Linked DNA regions of Mus musculus: region 2 is linked to region 1. The links are chromatin contacts, called in public promoter capture Hi-C maps. All regions are on one chromosome and are shown on one strand. The core of a region is the stretch at or near the end of the contact, and the rest is flanking DNA. Distances in the headings are between cores, read along the strand shown. Region 1 holds the start of Kdm1a (lysine (K)-specific demethylase 1A). Region 2 holds the start of Ddost (dolichyl-di-phosphooligosaccharide-protein glycotransferase).

Region 1 (4,931 bases), core at 1,985-4,484:
GACCAGTTTCAAAAGCAAGGAGTTGGTGAGATAATTGTACATCTATGTGCGTAGCAACATTATTCATAAAAACCCAAACGGTCAAGTCAGGTGATCCCAGGTGAAGGCGGGAGGATCAGGAGTTCAAGGGCATCCTTGACTATACAGCAAGTTGGAGGCCAGCTTGCGATGCTAAGATCCTGTCTCAAAAAAAGCCGGGCGTGGTGGCACACGCCTTTAATCCCAGCACTTGGGAGGCAGAGGCAGGCGGATTTCTGAGTTCAAAGCCAACCTAGTCTACAGAGTGAGTTCCAGGACAGCCAGAGCTATACAGAGAAAACCTGTCTCGAAAAACCAAAATAAATAAATAAATAAATAAATAAATAAATAAAAAATAAAAAAGGTGTCTGGGAGTCAAGTGTGTGTGTGTGTGTGTGTGTGTGTGTGTGTGTGTGTGTGTGTGTGTTGTATCAGTGAGGTGGCCAAACTTGACGAACTGAGTTTAATTTTTGGGATCCATATTTTAGAAAGGGAGAGTTGAACTTTTCAAATTGCCTCTGACTTCCATACCGATGCTATGGCACCCCCACTACCGCCACACTAAAATAAAAAAAAAATCCTTTATTTATCCCTTACTTATTTATTTTGAGGCAGGTACCTCTGTGTAGCCCTGGTTGTCCTGGAACTCACTCTGTAGATTAGGCTGGCCTCGAACTCAGATATCCACCTGCCTCTGCCTCCCGAGTGCTTGGATTAAAGCAGCAGGCTTTAAAATCTTTTAAAAAATAAGGGAGCAGATTAAAAGCCGAAAAATCTGAAGCAATCCACTACGCATTGATAAATGAATGGATCAATATAATGTGGGGAGCTGGAGACGTGGGTCAGCTGGGACAGTGCTTGCCTAGAGCCATGGTTAATGTTAGTGACAGAGTCGCCTGGGCGTTGGGCCTCGGACATACCTGTGGGGGAGTGTCTTCACCATGTTGACTGAAGTGGGAAGACAGGGCAGCTTTCCCGATGGCCCCTTTCCTGCAGTCCTGGGCTGTGTAAGATGGAGAGAGGAGCAGTGTTTGCATTCATCCCTCCGGGCTTCCTGCTTGTGGATGCCATGGGACCAGCTCGCTCTAGCTCCTGCTGCCTTGGCTCCTCTACCATGATGGTGTACCTTGAACTGTTTTAAGCTAGTTCAAATCCATCGAGGCAGGGAGCAGAACAGTTGCAGCCAGGGGGACGGGAGAGTAATACGCTCACATCTTTTACACCATATATCATATCACCTGCTTATGATGGAAGAGCAGGATTTAGCCCTAGACTTCCTTACATTACGAACTCTTCTCTAAACTGCTCTCTTCTCTTCCTCACAAAGCTTTCTCCAACCCCTCAATATAATTCTACCACACTCACCAATTTTGTTAATTGTGACCATGAAAACATACTTCACACATGGGACATACGTGGTCCTGTGAACACATTTTTTTTTTCTTCCTGCGTACTGTTTTTGCTTTTTGGTTTGTTTTTTGAGATAATGTTTCTCTGTGTAGCCCTGGTCAGCCTGGAACTTGCTCTGTAGACCACCAGGGTGGCCCCGAATTCAGAGATCTGCCTGCCTCTGCCTCCCAAGTGCTGGGATTAAAGTCGTGCACCACCACCTTCAGGCCTAGTTTTTTTTTGTTTTTGTTTTTAAAGTCTATTTTGTTCACAGAGTTCAGTGAATTTTAGTGAATACTCACACCTCTGTAAGCATCACCCCGATCAAGGTATGGAGTTTCCTCCAGCAACCTTCCTCCTGCTGTTCTGTGTTCAACTTCATCACCTTGGAAGAATTAAACAAACCAGCAAAACCCTGTAACAGGGCCCCAAATCTTAGTAGGCTGAAAGATCTTACCACAGTTAACTCAATGGTGGAAATACCATTTAAGCTGTAAAACTTAACACATAGACAGTACCACCTGCCAAAACTAAAACAAAGGCTTAATCCATTTAAGTCCGTAGTTTTGGGAAATGGACTGACCTTGCTTTTTGGCTTCTGTAGTTCTGCTTCTGGCTAACTGAAGCTTTTAAAAAAGTTTTATTTATTATTTCTAAGTACACTGTAGCTGTCTTCAGACACACCGGAAGAGGGCATCAGATCCCATTACAGATGGTTGTGAGCCACCATGTAGTTGCTGGGAATTGAACTCAGGACCTCTGAAAGAGCAGTCACTTCTCTTAACCACTGAGCCATCTCTCCAGCCCCCCATCTCCCCAGGCCCCAAGTAAATACTTTCTATTGGCTTAAACCCATGCCTGCATTCTTCTCTGGTGAATATCTCATAGCCCCCCAACATCCTATACATCTCAACATCTCATGAATAAAACACCCACATTCACAACATTAGAAAGAACTGACCAAGCCGGGCAGTGGTGGCACATGCCTTTAATCTCAGCACTTGGGAGGCAGAGGCAGAGGCAGGTGGATTTCTGAGTTAGAGGCCAGTCTGGCCTACAAAGTGAGTTCCAGGACAGGCTGGGCTATACAGAGAAACCCTGTCTCGGAAAAACCAATCCCCCACCCCCCTCCCCAAAAAAGAAAAAAAGAAAAGAAAGAACTGACCTAGGTTGAAGAAGTGTTATGCGCCTGGAGATGAGAGGCATGGAGGAGGAGGCATGGTGGCGAGCATGTGCAGCCTCAAGAAAGAAAATAAACACGGCTTGGAGGCAAGAGCGAGTCCACTTTGACTCAAACCAGAAATTCCTCATTTCTCTCTATTTTATTACCGTGGAAATTCGTGCACTCTTTATTTCCCCACAGTCCAAGCAGGGCCATTATGAAGCTAGTTTCCCTAGCTCTAGGGATAACTCGGGGCCATATACATTCTGGGCCAGTGCTCTAAAGGTTGAGTTACAGAGCACAGGATAATTAAGTGATCATTAATTAAGTTGTACTTCAGAGTGTTCCCCTGTCTCAATTAGGTAGTAAGCCCTCTGAAAGCCGGAATTCCATAATCCACCCCTTGTCCTGCAGGGAGAGTGAATGTTATTAGTTGAAGTGACTAGTGTATGGGGTGAATATTGAGAGTCCTTGATGAAAACGGTCGGGCTCAGAACCCGAAGTCAGGCGGATATGCTGGGTCGCACTCCCAATCGCAGGGGGCGCTCTAGGTCAGCCTCGCGATCGGAGCTGCGGCGCCGCTCTAGCCTCCAGGACGTCGCTCTCTGGTCTTGAGCCGGGGACAAGCGGCTGCTTTTTTGTCCTGGTGCGGCGGGAGCGCGCAGGGCGCGTGCGCACGCGGGGGTGTTTGGCTTCGCACGGAGCGTGAGAGGTGCGGGGCGGAGAGGCGCGAGGCGGCTGCGGACCCACGGAGCGGCAGACCGATCGGCCCCTGCGGCCCGCGGCGGCCAGGCGGCCCGAGATGTTGTCTGGGAAGAAGGCGGCGGCGGCGGCAGCGGCAGCGGCGGCGGCGGCGGCTGCTGGGACCGAGGCCGGGTCCGGGGCGGCGGGCGGTGCCGAGAACGGCTCTGAGGTGGCCGCGCCGCCCGCGGGCCTGACGGGCCCCACCGACATGGCTACGGGGGCGGCGGGCGAGCGCACTCCCCGAAAGAAGGAGCCTCCGCGGGCCTCGCCGCCCGGGGGCCTAGCCGAGCCGCCGGGGTCTGCTGGGCCCCAGGCGGGGCCCACAGCCGGGCCCGGCTCCGCGACGCCCATGGAGACCGGAATAGCCGAGACCCCGGAGGGCCGACGGACCAGCCGGCGCAAGCGGGCCAAGGTGAGGCCGTGATCGAACCGCTGGTCCCGGGGACCGGAGTGGGGCCGGGGGAGGGGAGGCCCGGCCTTTGTGCGGGGACCCGGTGTATCGGGCGCTGGAGGGTGTGACCCTGATGGTCTGACTGGGAAAGATGGCTTCCCGACGCGTTTGTCTACCTGTGTGTCTGATGTGTGCGGACGGCGGACGGCTTCTGGGTTGTGTACACCGGGGAGATGGGTGTGATGCTCTAAGAGTCAAGCTGCATGAAAAGAAAGAGACTTTTTCTTTGTTTTTGAAAGGTCTTGCTGTACGCCAGGTACGCGTAGACTCTTATTTCTTTCTTTCTTTTTTTTAAAGATAAAATAATAAAATATACAAAAACCAATCGTTTATTGTGCGTGTGCGAGTTGGGGTCATAGGATAGCTCGCCTGAGTCCTTCCTGTCTTTCCGCCATGCTAAGGAATCGAACTGAGGTTGTCAGGCCTGGAGGCCAGCGCTTTCTTGGGGCCCGGGTAGACTTTTTCAAATTGTGGAAGCGAATGAAGAATACCAGTTGGACACGGGGCGAATATAAAGATAAAGATTTGGCATCAAATCCAACACTATCCACAGATAACCTCTGTCTCACACCCCAGTATGCCAGATGGTGCATTTGGCACAGGGCCAGCGTTTTTCGTTTTCCCAAACACCACTGGACTGGTATTGTTAGCTTCATTTTAAGAATGAGTAAAAAGAGGTTTGCAGTTTCAGAGTTTGGTGTTTTGACAAGGTGTAATTCGATATTGAAACAAACAAACAAACAAACAAACAACCCTCTGGGTCAGTAACCTTGCTAAGCATTGGTGTGGCTTTATTGCACAGTATTAGCCTTAACCAGAGATGCTTAATCTGATGGGGAAATTGGAAATACATATGGGTTTGTAATAAATACAAGAAGTAGTCTAAGGGGCTGGAGAGGTGGCTCAGTGGTTAAGACTGCTGACTGCTCTTCCAGGGGTCCTGAGTTCAATTCCCAGCAACCACAACCATCTCACATCTGTAATGGGATCTGATGCCCTCTTCTGGTGTGTCTGAAGACAGCTACAGTGTACTCAGATAAATAAATCTTTAAAAAAGAAAGTAGTCTAAGGATATGGCTGAATGGCACAGGACTGGCCAAGCAGAATTGAGAATTTGTGTTTCTGTTTGTAGCACTGCAAGATAAATACAAGTGTTAAGTAGTGTGA
Region 2 (5,527 bases), core at 2,112-4,611, 1.7 Mb before region 1:
CCCACATGATCGAAGCAATGCCCTGGCACTCAGATGCAATTACCAAACGCGTCCTGGTCACATCTGTTGACGTGACAGCACACATTCCAAGCCACATCTATTCACTCAAAAACGCTCAACAGCCCCACCCACACTTCACAGTACTGCTGTTCAAATGCTCAGATGCGCCTTCGCCATCGCTGGCACCATGCCTGGGCCACCCTCCAGTAGTCTATCAATGTCGCTCCACCTAAGCTGTTTGAGGAAGTACCACAGAATACACAGACGACACTCACTTGATCGTAAGGCTCACTGGCCTAACACTAACGGCTTCCTTGTTCCCATTATCCACAGCACAACCATTCAGTGCTTTAAACATCACCCAAATGGCTTGCTGGCCCCCAGCATTTGACCGCTGAGGCTCTGTCCAGTTCACTTAGTGACTGACCACTGCTGCCACCAGCACCAGGTGTGGCTTGCTGAGCCCTAGGGTTCTCTCCACAGTGAGTCTGGTGTTTAACCTAAGTCCACTTCCTTGCTAAGTATTTCCTATGGGCTGGGAACAATGAAAGGGAAAATGAGGGAAGGGAGACACTGTGTTAGTGAGGAGAGCCATTGTCCAGTGACACATGCAAAGATGGAAGGGTTAGCCGGGCAGCAGCGTGGTGGAAGAGCACACAGGCAGAGTGAACAACGGCAGTGTCAAGTCTGCCAGGTAGGGTGAGCTACGGGGCTGGACAGGAGGCCAGGAGTGAGGTGAGGTAGCCAGTTATTGGAAGGCTGGGACTGGTGGAAGGCACTGGATGGAGCATTCTGAGCTGGAGAACAACATGACTTCCTTGGTCCCAAGGTGGAGCTGGGTACAGGTAGCATGTAGGTCAGAAGGCACTGTGCCAGGCTGTGAAAGCATCCTAAACCAGGAGTAGGTGCTGGGGCACCAGGGGAGGGGCTTTCCATGGGACCTAAAGGGAGACAGCAGGAGCCGGGGGTGGGGCTGGGGGGACTGGCACTTTAGACAGCTGGCAGAACCCACTCTTGTGTGAACTACAGAATACAAAGTAGCTGCCAGGGGAAACAAAAGGCCATCCGTGTTTAACTGAAGTAGAGAATGGCAGGGACATCTTACCCCAGACAGGGACAGCCTGGGCCAAAGATGAAACGGAAAAACTACCTAGCACATTCACCAAAAAAGCAAAAGAAACGGCCAGGGCTGGAGAGACGGCTCAGTGACTAAGCACGCAGGCTGCTCTTCCAGAGGACCAGGGTTCAATTCCCAGCACCCACACAGCAGCTCACAACTGTCTGCAATTCCAGTCCAAAGGGATCCACCACCCTCTTCTGGCCTCTGAAAGCATCAGGCATAAACATGGTGGGACATACATGCTGGCCAAATATCCATGCAAAACAAACAAACAAACACACACACACACACACACACATAAGAAATTGTCAGGCTGGACAGATGGCTCAGTGGTTAAGAGGACTGGCTGCTCTTCCAGAGGACCTGGTTTCAATTCCTAGCACGTCTGTAACTCCTGTTCCAGGAGATCCAACACCCTCACACAGACATACATGCATTCAAAACACCAATATATGTAAAGCAAAAACAACTAAGTTATATATTTTTTAAAGTGTTTAAAAAAGCAAAAAGAGCCAGGAGGTGGTGGCGCACGCCTTTAATCCCAGCACTTGGGAGGCAGAGGCAGGTGGATTTCTGAGTTCGAGGCCAGCCTGGTCTACAAAGTGAGTTCCAGGACAGCCAGGGCTATACAGAGGAACCCTGTCTTGAAAAAAAAAAAAAAATGAATGAATGAATGAAAAGAAAAGAAAAGAAAAGAAAAGAAAATTGCCAAAGGAACTGGAGATAGCTAGTTAGTGAAAATACATAGGAAGTGGCTAAAGCTATGGGAAGGGCAAGCATCTCAGCAAGATAAAAATATGAGACTCTCATGTCATCTATTCTCGGTTGGGGACACCAGACTCACAGGCCCAAGGGAGTTAAGAACACTTCTCCAAATATACACATGGAAGAGAGAGACAAAGTTCAGCTCAGTAGATCTTAACAGAAATGTCTAGTGGTGGACTCAACTGCCTTGTAAGACAGAAATAGTTAAGTGTAAGTTACAGATCTTCACTCCATTCAGTAGTCTCTGAGGGCTGGTGAGATGGCTTAGCAGGCAGCCACAGGTCGGTCACTGGGTTCAAGTCTCCAGTAAGGGCTGGGAATGACAAGCGGTGCCTATTACCCAAGCATCAGGAGGCAGAGACTGATCTGAGAGCTCACTGTCCAGCCTGCTTAGTCAAAATGGCAAGCTTCAGGTTCAGTGAGAGACCCTGGCTTAAGGGAGTGAGGAGTGTGACAGAGTAGGTGACCCGATTCTACACGTCCACAGAAGTGTGCACAACCTCACATACATGCATATTTCCCACCACCCCCAATACCAACTAGCCTTGTGTTGGTCAGCCAAAACACATCCATCAGGCCTTAAGGGTTGATGGGTATGTATCTATTTGTATTCTTATGACCTGCAGAATGACTTTTTACAGCAATCCATGTTAATAATGTGACAAATCTTTGTACACAAGCAAGTCAAATCAAGAGTTTCTTTATCAGGACCCTTGTTAGAGAAAACCCCCTTCTCCAGAAGCGAAATGTCTACGGGTGACATTTGGCACTCTATCCTTAGCTGTATCTTTTTGACGGATGAAATCTCCGAGGCCCAAGCTGCAATTAACATTTTCCTCTACTATACTTCGAAACTCACCCCAAGACCCAGAACATGCCCAGGAACAAGAAGACAGCCGTCTCCTGAGCCCCCCCAATCCCATTTCGAGGGGCGACGCGCGCCCTTACCTTCCACCGACGGGGAAAAGATGATAAGGTTGTCATAGAGGAACTCCCCGTACTTAATGAGGGACAAGCTGGGGTCATCTGCGGTCTTGAAGGTGAGCTCAAAGCCCCGGTCTGGAGGAAAGAAACCCGGAACCCGGTCAGGAGAGGAATCCCTGCTGCAGCCCTCGGAGGGGGCTGCCGTCTCCGCCCCAACCCGGGCCATTCCCTCGGCTCTGCTCGGCGCTCACCCTTCAGGCTGCGGAAGAACAGCGAGTGCGTGTCCCGCACGTTCAGGTTGTCCAGCAGCACGAGGGTGCGGGGGCCGCTGGCGCAGACGCAGCCGAGCACGGCCAGCAGCAGCCCGCAGAGGGGCCAGGCGCGGACGGCGAGGCGGGGATCCATCTTCATCTCCCAGCAGCCCAGGCCAGCACCTGGGCACCGGAAGCGTCCCTCGCGGCCGCCCAATGGCCGCTCGCAGCGGCGGAGTACCACTTGGAAGCGGTCCGGGTACTCCGTGGCCCCGCGGCCCACGCCGCTGCGGGGACGGACCAAGAAGCAGGGAACGCCACCGGAAGTGGCCCTCCGGAGGCCGAGTCTCTGTACCTTATTGGCGAAACGCACTTGAGGCTCCGCCTCCCCCATGGAAAAGGGCCAATCCAAGAGAGACAGCTCCGTAGCTGCTGCCAATCAACAAAGCCGGGCGCCCTTTGCCTCCGCCCAGGCTAGCTCCCGCCACATCTCTCAAACTCTCCTCTAGCGTCTCCAGATTTTCCGTTTCCTAGGCAGCCGCCCCTTTTCCCCCAGGACGCAGTTGTCATTACCAGGACCAGATAGGGGTGAATTCCTCGCCTGTCGCTAGTCTAACGGGCTCGGAAGCAGGCCCTTATCTCTTGAGAGCAATGAGGTGGGGAAATAGGCTCTGGCCAGGCCCGAAACAGGGTGGATGGCCAAGGAGAAGGTTAGTGATCAAAAGGCTCTTCACAACCAGGATTGGTGGCTCGTGCTTTTAATTTCAGCACTCGAGTGGGAGGCAGAGGCAGATCTTTGTGACTTCGAGGCCAGCCTGGTCCACATAGTGAGTCCAGGCCTGCTGGGGTCACATATTGAGAGCTGGTATAATGCGGCGGGAGGGAGCAACTTGGCTGGCCGGCCAAGGTGATCCCCTGAACAATCAAGCCACGCGACAGACCTAGTGTAAAGACGATTTATCGTCGGTGGAAGGGAAGGGGACTTGGGACGGGGTAGAGACCGAAAAGGGGAACAGAGAATGGTAGAGAAGAGGCCAGCTGAGAACATCTGGGGGGAGAGAGGAGAGAATAGGAGATAGGGAGAGAGGCAGGTTAGCCGAGAGGAGTCCTTACACGCCTGGCTCGCACCTGGCTGGCGGCTACCCAAGCTGCTGCGTGGTGCCTAGCGGAATTGTCTATAAGCCAACATGGGGTGCCAGCAAGATGGTTCAGCTGATAAAGGTGCTTGTTTGCCACCAAGACTGACGTCGTGAGTTCAATCCCTGGGCCCCAGACGGTGGAAGGAGAGAACGGCCTTCTGCAAGTTGTCTTCTGACACACACACACACACACCAACCCAAGATTCAGGACAGAAATAAAACGTAGAGGTCTAGGGATGTGTACTTCAGTGGGTAAGATGCATGCATTATCTAGATTGCAGGAAGGCCTGGGTTTGATGCCCAGTATCATAGAAAACTAGGCATGGCAGCTGGCAGCTGTAACCTCAGCACTCGAGATACAAACATCAGGATAATTAGTGCAAAGTTGTCCTCAGCTACATGCAAGTCCCAGGCCAGCTGGATGTGACCGTCTCCATATAATAATTATCGTTCCTAAACTTCTCTGAAGCCCAACCACACCACTCAGTGACACTGACTTTAGGGATGTGCCATTGTTAGGACACCCTTTCAAGGTACCCACCTACACCTCTCCCTATAGCTTCAACCGCCTCTGCTCTCTGCTCTGAGTACTGCCAACCTTCGCACACACCCTTGAGTTGCCCATCTGCACCTGTTGCCCTTTCAGCTCCCTCCACAGGTGCCCGCCCTCCCCAGGACTCCCACCTGAGATCTGTATCTTTGCTTTTCCATGGTGGTGGGTGGGGCTTTATTCCCTCAGAAACCTGAGCAACCTCCCCTGACTGGTGCTACTGCAGTGGCCTTTGGTAGTCTGACCCTGTACCCTGGCTGCTTCAGTGAAAACTCCTTGGCCCAAGAGTAAGTAAGGCCTACCAAAGTCTCTGGTATAAGGAGGAGGGCAGAGTAGCTCAGTACAGAGCTAGCACATACTCTAACCCTTCACAGAATACCACGAAGTGGGTGCAGCTCTCGTTTATCGAGGTGGTGAGGAACTGTCAGCTCCCTTGACTGTGGGCCCACCGAGGTCATGCTGGAATACAGAGGGGAGGGCTGTCATGGCAACCTGGATTCATTTCTGGCTATGTCAGGACACAGTTCCAGTTCGGGTCCCTGAAGCCTGGCAGGACAGCAGTAACCACACCTGCTGCACAAACCTGAGCTCAATCCCCGGAAGCCACCGTGGATGGAGAGAAGCCATCCTGGAAGCTGGCCTCTCTCCTCTCCGTCCAAGCATCACGACACATGTCCCCAACTTAGGCACACACAATAAAGGGGGGGAGTGTGCTTGGGTGGTTTGGGGAGGTACTTGGTGGCTGGAGACACTTGCTGCCAAGCCTAATGACATAGAT

What was found. Promoter capture Hi-C pulls out the DNA fragments that hold promoters and counts their contacts.
Region 2: a promoter capture Hi-C map of pre-B cells shows a contact between it and region 1, with 5 times the contacts expected there. The contact joins the promoter of Ddost here to the promoter of Kdm1a in region 1. A contact is called at or near these places in 1 of 39 promoter capture datasets (pre-B cells) and 1 of 9 other capture datasets (liver).

What each region holds. Positions count from the first base shown.
Region 1 is chr4:136,601,026-136,605,956 of GRCm38.p6, reverse strand. It overlaps Kdm1a (lysine (K)-specific demethylase 1A), which reads left to right and starts at 3,234. Exons shown (of 20, transcript NM_001347221.1): 1 at 3,234-3,725. The coding sequence starts at 3,372.
Region 2 is chr4:138,302,572-138,308,098 of GRCm38.p6, reverse strand. Ddost (dolichyl-di-phosphooligosaccharide-protein glycotransferase) reads right to left here and starts at 3,361. Exons shown (of 11, transcript NM_007838.3): 1 at 3,061-3,361; 2 at 2,834-2,944. The coding sequence starts at 3,220.